Regions from separate parts of the Mus musculus genome. Here region 1 is linked to region 2. The links are chromatin contacts, called in public HiChIP or PLAC-seq maps. All regions are on one chromosome and are shown on one strand. Each heading gives the region's core, a stretch centred on a gene start, on an enhancer-like site or on the middle of the called end of the contact. The rest is flanking DNA. Distances are from core to core; before and after follow the strand shown. Region 1 overlaps Slc24a1 (solute carrier family 24 (sodium/potassium/calcium exchanger), member 1). Region 2 overlaps Megf11 (multiple EGF-like-domains 11).

Region 1 (2,748 bases), core at 184-2,683, 480 kb after region 2:
CAATTGAGAAGATCACAAACAGGAGCATGAGAAACAGCAAGACGATTGCACAGAACAGGCCGTTGCTGCTGACAGGAACAGGCTGCAGCGCATTGATGAGGGAGAAGAGGAGCCACGGAACAGGCAAGCTGCAAAAGAAAAATAGTACGAACGGTGGCCATGTTTGTAATGCCCCTGGGTGCTTGATTAGAGTGATTAGTAATGCCCCTGGGTGCTTGATTAGGGTGATTGGTGTCTTAAGGTTTTCAGAGCTCTTGTTTTCACACTCAGGATGAAACAGAAAGCATTAATCTCAAATCACTGATGAGGAAACGCAGGTTAGAGAGACACAAGTTCTTGGCAGAGAGCTCAAAGCCTGTCACAGAGAGCCTGGGATAAGACAAGGGCTCTGAGCTGGGCATGCTAGCATAGCACTAGGCACTGAGGCAGAGCATCCTCAGTGGGAGTCTAGTCTGAGCCAGGAAGACTGAGTCCCCCAAAAATCAATGAAAAAGGTGGCCTGAGTCTGATACCCCCACTTCCATCCCCACCCCCATCTCCACCCACAAATGCTTATCGACATGCATAGGACTAACCCTAGTCAATGTGGAACTAGTTTCTCAGTTTTTATGATTAAGTCCTATCTCAGGATAAATTTTCTTTAGTGATCAAATCTTTCTGATACCTACACACACACACACACACACACACACACACACACACACGTTCCAAGCAAAATAACCAAATATAAGACATGACCAGGTAGGGCTGGGGAGATGGCTCAGCAGGTAAGAACACTGACTGTTCTTCTGAAGGTCCTGAGTTCAAATCCCACCAACCACATGGTGGCTCACAACCATCATTAATGAGATCTGATGCCCTCTTCTGGTGTGTCTGAAGTCAACTACAGTGTTCTTATGTATAATAAATAAATAAATAAATAATAATAATAATAAATAAATCTTTGGGTCAGAGCAAGTAGAGACTGAGCAAGCGAGGCCCACCGGAGCAAGCGGAGGTCCTAAAAATTCAATTCCTACAACCACATGAAGGCTCACAACCATCTGTACAGCTACAGTGTACTCACATACATAAAATAACTAAATAAATCCTTTTAAAAGGAGAAGGAGGAAGAGGAAGTGGGGAGGGAATGTTTAATCCCAAACCAGGCTCCTTATCCCACCCTTGATCATTCTGTTTTTGTTTTTGTTTAAAAAAAAAAAAAAGACAAGGTAATGAAACTGGCCCAGGTACTCAGGCGGCCTGCAAGACTACGGGCAGGGGGGGAGTGGTTAAACAGGAGGGTGGACTAGTTCTTGTTTCTATAAAAGTTCTTGTTCCTCTGAGCTAGCAGGAGCCCACATACAAAGGAAAAGGAGTGACGTGACCCTTCCAGTCCCTGCTCTACCCTTGACAGGCAGCACTCTCTTGTATTGGGAAATAGAATGAATGAATGGACCTCACATCCTGTCAGCTAATTTAAGGCTGTGGTGAATGGAGGGAGGATGCTTCATTGCCTCATAAGGACTAACCTTACAAATGCCCTTTCGTTGCATCTATAATGAGTAAAGAAGAAAGCCAGCCAACTAAGCGAATGCAGTTTCTAGTTATTCTGAATATGCCTTAGGAAGCAACACTACCACTCACCCCACTGTGATGTCAAATATGTTACTGCCCACTGAGCTTGACACAGCCATGTCTCCCAGGCCTTTCCGGGCAACGATCACACTGGTGATGAGGTCAGGAATTGAAGTGCCTGCTGCTAAGATTGTCAAACCCATAATCTCTTCAGAAATCCCAATGGTTTCGCCAACCTGGTAAAACAGCAACAGTCATGAGAAACCATGGCAACCCCAGGTGGAAACCATGACAACCCCAGGTGGAAAACCAGAGTTCCCAGCACCAGTGACACACTACTTTATAATCAAAGCACTAAGGCTCAGAACATGCCCTCTACAGGAGAGGAATGGGGATGGGTTGAGAGATAAAGAGCCAGGCCCCTGCCCTAGGCTGCAGGGAACCACACAGCTCTTCACTGTGGGCACTAAAAGTCTAATGATACCAGGTGTGTCCTTCCGACTGTAACAACTCCACATGCCCAAAGAACTGCCCCCTCCCCCACAATAGTCTGCTCTGTCAACATTTCTTTCCTGGACATGTGAGCTCTGCTGTGCACTGGCAGCTAAGCCAGGCTGCAAATAGAAGTTCAGACAGTACTATCCATATGCTTAGCCTAGAGAAAAGCCAGAAGTTATGATTGTGTGCCAAGTTCTGTTCTGGGCAGAACACGAAATCTCGTGGTCCTCAGGCAGAGGAAGACAGGCATGATGCCAGCGAGCTGACTCAGCGAGGAAAGGGATTTCACCAGCCTGAGTATCAGGCCAGCCTGGTCCACTGGAATCCAGATGTGAATCCAGATGTGAAGGGTCTCCTGTGCCTTGATATAGTTGAATACCAGTTAGGGCAGGAAAGCCATGCTTGGAAAGCATTTGATGGCATGAAAGCCTCCTTTTAAAAAGCCTTTACAAACAGCGTGGGAACCACAGGCACACTGGATGTTGATAGTTCTGGATCCTGGAGACGCATCTCAGATGGCCAACACTAGGACCTGCAGTGGAAGACTGCTCTACTGCCCACTCACCTGGTGAGCCCACCATACCATGAGGTATGAGAACATGGCTATCCAGATGATGGATCCCAGGAAGGTGATGACAAAAAACTTCCTGGACTCCTGTAGGGGTTGCAAAGGGAAGAAAAATAAGTTGCAGA
Region 2 (2,869 bases), core at 103-2,602:
GCACCCTCTATCTTTCCTGGCCTGGGCTTTGGGGAGGAACCTGTTGTTCCTTGTCTATGAAACCCAGCCTCATCTCTGACAGGCCCTCTGAGGCTACAGCTAAAGCCTGGTGTTAGGGTAGAATCCAATTGCTGCAGCAGGGACAATAAAAAAAATGCCAATTTATTTTATCTCAGCTACTTGGAGTTGAAGGTCTTTTTATTTTCCCCAATTGAAAATGCAAATTTATGCAAATCACATGAAAATCAGACTCTTCCCTGGATGAATAGAAAGGAGACCAAAGCTGTAGGTAGTGCCCAGGGCCTGGCATGGTGCTGGTATCTATCGGGTGTGCTGTGAATGGTGAGTAGGTGAACAGGATCACCAGAATGGTGCCCTAGGCTTCAGAGTGGGCTCAGTTGTGGGGTCATCTGGATGCCCCCCTGGGGGACTTGGTGGTCAGAATCAGTGACAGTCAGACATTCTGAAAGGAGCGAACTCAGAGTTACTCAGAACACTTCCTCCCTACTGTGATCTTTACTTCCTTCTAGAGACTTCTGTCCGTCTGGTTACCAACATGCTGGACAAGGGTCTTGGGATCCCCTGACCCTTATATTCTCTTCCTGGGTCACAGAGGGCTCAGTTTTGCTCTCTCCTGTCCCTATAGACCATCTTTGTCTTTTAGAGCCCTTTACAAAAGCTGTGCTTAGCGTCTACCCTAAATCTTTCTTGCTGCTAGAGTCCATATCACTGTGTTACACCCTCAGTCGACACATGTGACAGAGGCCTGTGACTATAGGCTAGTGTCTCCCAGAGAGCTTAAGACCCCTGGAGACTCATGTTTCTAGGAACCTGTGGGGCTTCAGCGACTTTGAGAGCAGCTAAGTGAAAAACTACTTAGCCTGGCAAGTCATGGGACGTCTCCTTCTTCCAGACTCCTTGGAGTGATAAAGCCCTGTTAAGCACCTACTAAGTGGTGGTGCTATCCATGTATGTGCCCTTTGACCCTCTCGACAGCCCTGTGAGGAGGAGCCAGTTCCCGCCTTTCCACATGGACACCAGGGCTCAGAGACTTGAGGCTTTTGTCTAAGATCACTCCGCAACTGCAGCTGGATTGGAATCACTGTTCGCCTGGCATAGGAGGCCTCAGTTCCTGCTACCCCTCCCCTCTTCCTTAGACTGGTGCAGTAGAGCGGGGAGGGGGAAGGGCTTTGGGTATGGGGCTACTGCTTACTCTGTCAGCTTCAGCCCCAGCCTTCCTGGGCTTCAGCTCTGCACAGTAGGACCTGGGTCCCGATGCTGTCAACCACACAGGGCGCTGTTCATGTTAGGGGATAGCTGCTGGGCACCTCCCTGTTCATATTGTGCCTGCCCTCAGCCTCCAGTCCCCACCCACATCGGCCATCCTTCTGCCCTCAGCCACCTCCCCATCCCAGCACACAGAGGGATTTTGAAACACGGGTGCTCTTGTTTCTTGCCTGCACTGCTCCAGGACTCAGTTTAATGCTCTGCACCCCACGGAAGGCAAGTGGGGCTCTCCCTGGGAGAACAGGGCAGCAATTAGGTTAAATAATTAAAATAACTTTTAATTTTTAAATAATTCTAATTTGCATTTGTGCAATTCACCCTCTCCCCTCCCCCCCCTCTGGCTTCCCCGGGTCCTTTGCTTATTTAGTTAAAGCTCCTGTTTTCCTTCCCCTGCTGGATAACCCATTTGCTCGGAATGGCTGTGGGCCAGCTCCACCCACAATAGCCACAGACTGTAGGGCAAATCTGCTGACTGGAGACAAGTGAAAGGCAGCCTCCTTGCAGAAGGAAGTTAAAGGAAATGTGTGAGTCCTGTCTGATTGCCCATAAGGGTGTCCACCGGCGGCTTGTTGGAGCTGGGAGAAGCCTGAGGTGGATGCCTGCTCTCTGGGTGCACGAAGACCTGCGGGGCTGTGGGGTGGAAGGAAGAGTAGAGCCTGCAACTGTGTCTGACAGGCCAGCTCTGCTCCCAGGGAAGGACCTGGGAGCATCCATTTTTCTTCAGGCCCCTTGGCTCTTTCAGCACAGGTGTGAGGGAGGCGCCAATGAGGGTGCCTCTGGGATCTTCACTTTGTGGATGTGGAGCCCAGGTGAAGAGATGCGGAGCTCCCAGAAATCTTGCCTGGGTCCAGATGCTGAACCATGGTGTGTGTGTGTGTGTGTGTGTGTGTGTGTGTGTGTGTGTGTGTGTGTGTGTGAGAGAGAGAGAGAGAGAGAGAGAGAGCATGGACTTGCCTATGTGTATCCTGTATGTGAGGGGATACCCTGGCCCTAGAGGGCTGACTGGTCATGGAGATAAGGAGAGTAGAAAGGAAGCCAGGACTGCTGTGGACAAAGGCTTGGGCAGCCCTGTCTCTAGATTCCAATCGCTCTTGAGAAATGTATATTTTCCCACGGCAAAGTTCTTTGTAACCTCTGTGTTGGAATGGTCCCAAAGCAATATGTTTTAGGATTTGGAATTGGAAGGGAAGAAAACCAAACATTTATTAACTGCTTTCTATGTTCTGTTGCTTTCATTATAGTTCATCTTATCTCGTCCTCCCGTGCACCTCGTGAACTAGCTAGTAATTAATGCAACCGCTTGGCAAGGGAACAGGCTCAGAGAGGTTAAGCAACTCAACTCAGGGTTCACAGCTAATGGGAGCCAGAGCTGGGATTAAAATGTAGATGGACCGAAGGTGGGGATGTAGCTCAGTCTGTAGAGTGCTTGCCCAACATGCACATAAGTGCTGGGTTCCATCCGCAGCACTGCAGAAACCAGGAGTGATGGTCAAGGCCTGTAATCCTAGCACTTGAGAGGCTGAGGCAGGAGGATCACAAGTTCAAGACCTTTGTGGGCTACAGAGTGAGTTAGTTCAAGGCC

The links. HiChIP or PLAC-seq counts read pairs in DNA pulled down with a chosen protein or histone mark.
Region 1: a contact with region 2 is called in an H3K4me3 HiChIP or PLAC-seq map of bone marrow-derived macrophages, with 6 times the contacts expected there. The contact joins two enhancer-like sites. A contact is called at or near these places in 1 of 15 datasets of contacts at CTCF or cohesin (large pre-B cells) and 3 of 115 datasets of contacts at active chromatin or transcription factors (the NIH/3T3 cell line, bone marrow-derived macrophages and embryonic stem cells).

What each region holds. Positions count from the first base shown.
Region 1 is chr9:64,924,543-64,927,290 of GRCm38.p6, forward strand. Slc24a1 (solute carrier family 24 (sodium/potassium/calcium exchanger), member 1) reads right to left here. Exons shown (of 10, transcript NM_144813.2): 8 at 2,621-2,710; 9 at 1,627-1,793; 10 at 1-128. Among named protein-coding and RNA genes, the nearest start is that of Gm39361, 7.1 kb to the right of the region's middle. Within about 2 kb of position 1,434, at least 76 of the 459 cell types and tissues checked have an H3K27ac peak or open chromatin away from gene starts, as enhancers often do. A contact at or near this core is called in bone marrow-derived macrophages, where this site is marked.
Region 2 is chr9:64,445,974-64,448,842 of GRCm38.p6, forward strand. The region is part of intron 1 of Megf11 (multiple EGF-like-domains 11); the gene reads left to right. Among named protein-coding and RNA genes, the nearest start is that of Megf11, 62 kb to the left of the region's middle. Within about 2 kb of position 1,353, at least 40 of the 459 cell types and tissues checked have an H3K27ac peak or open chromatin away from gene starts, as enhancers often do. A contact at or near this core is called in bone marrow-derived macrophages, where this site is marked.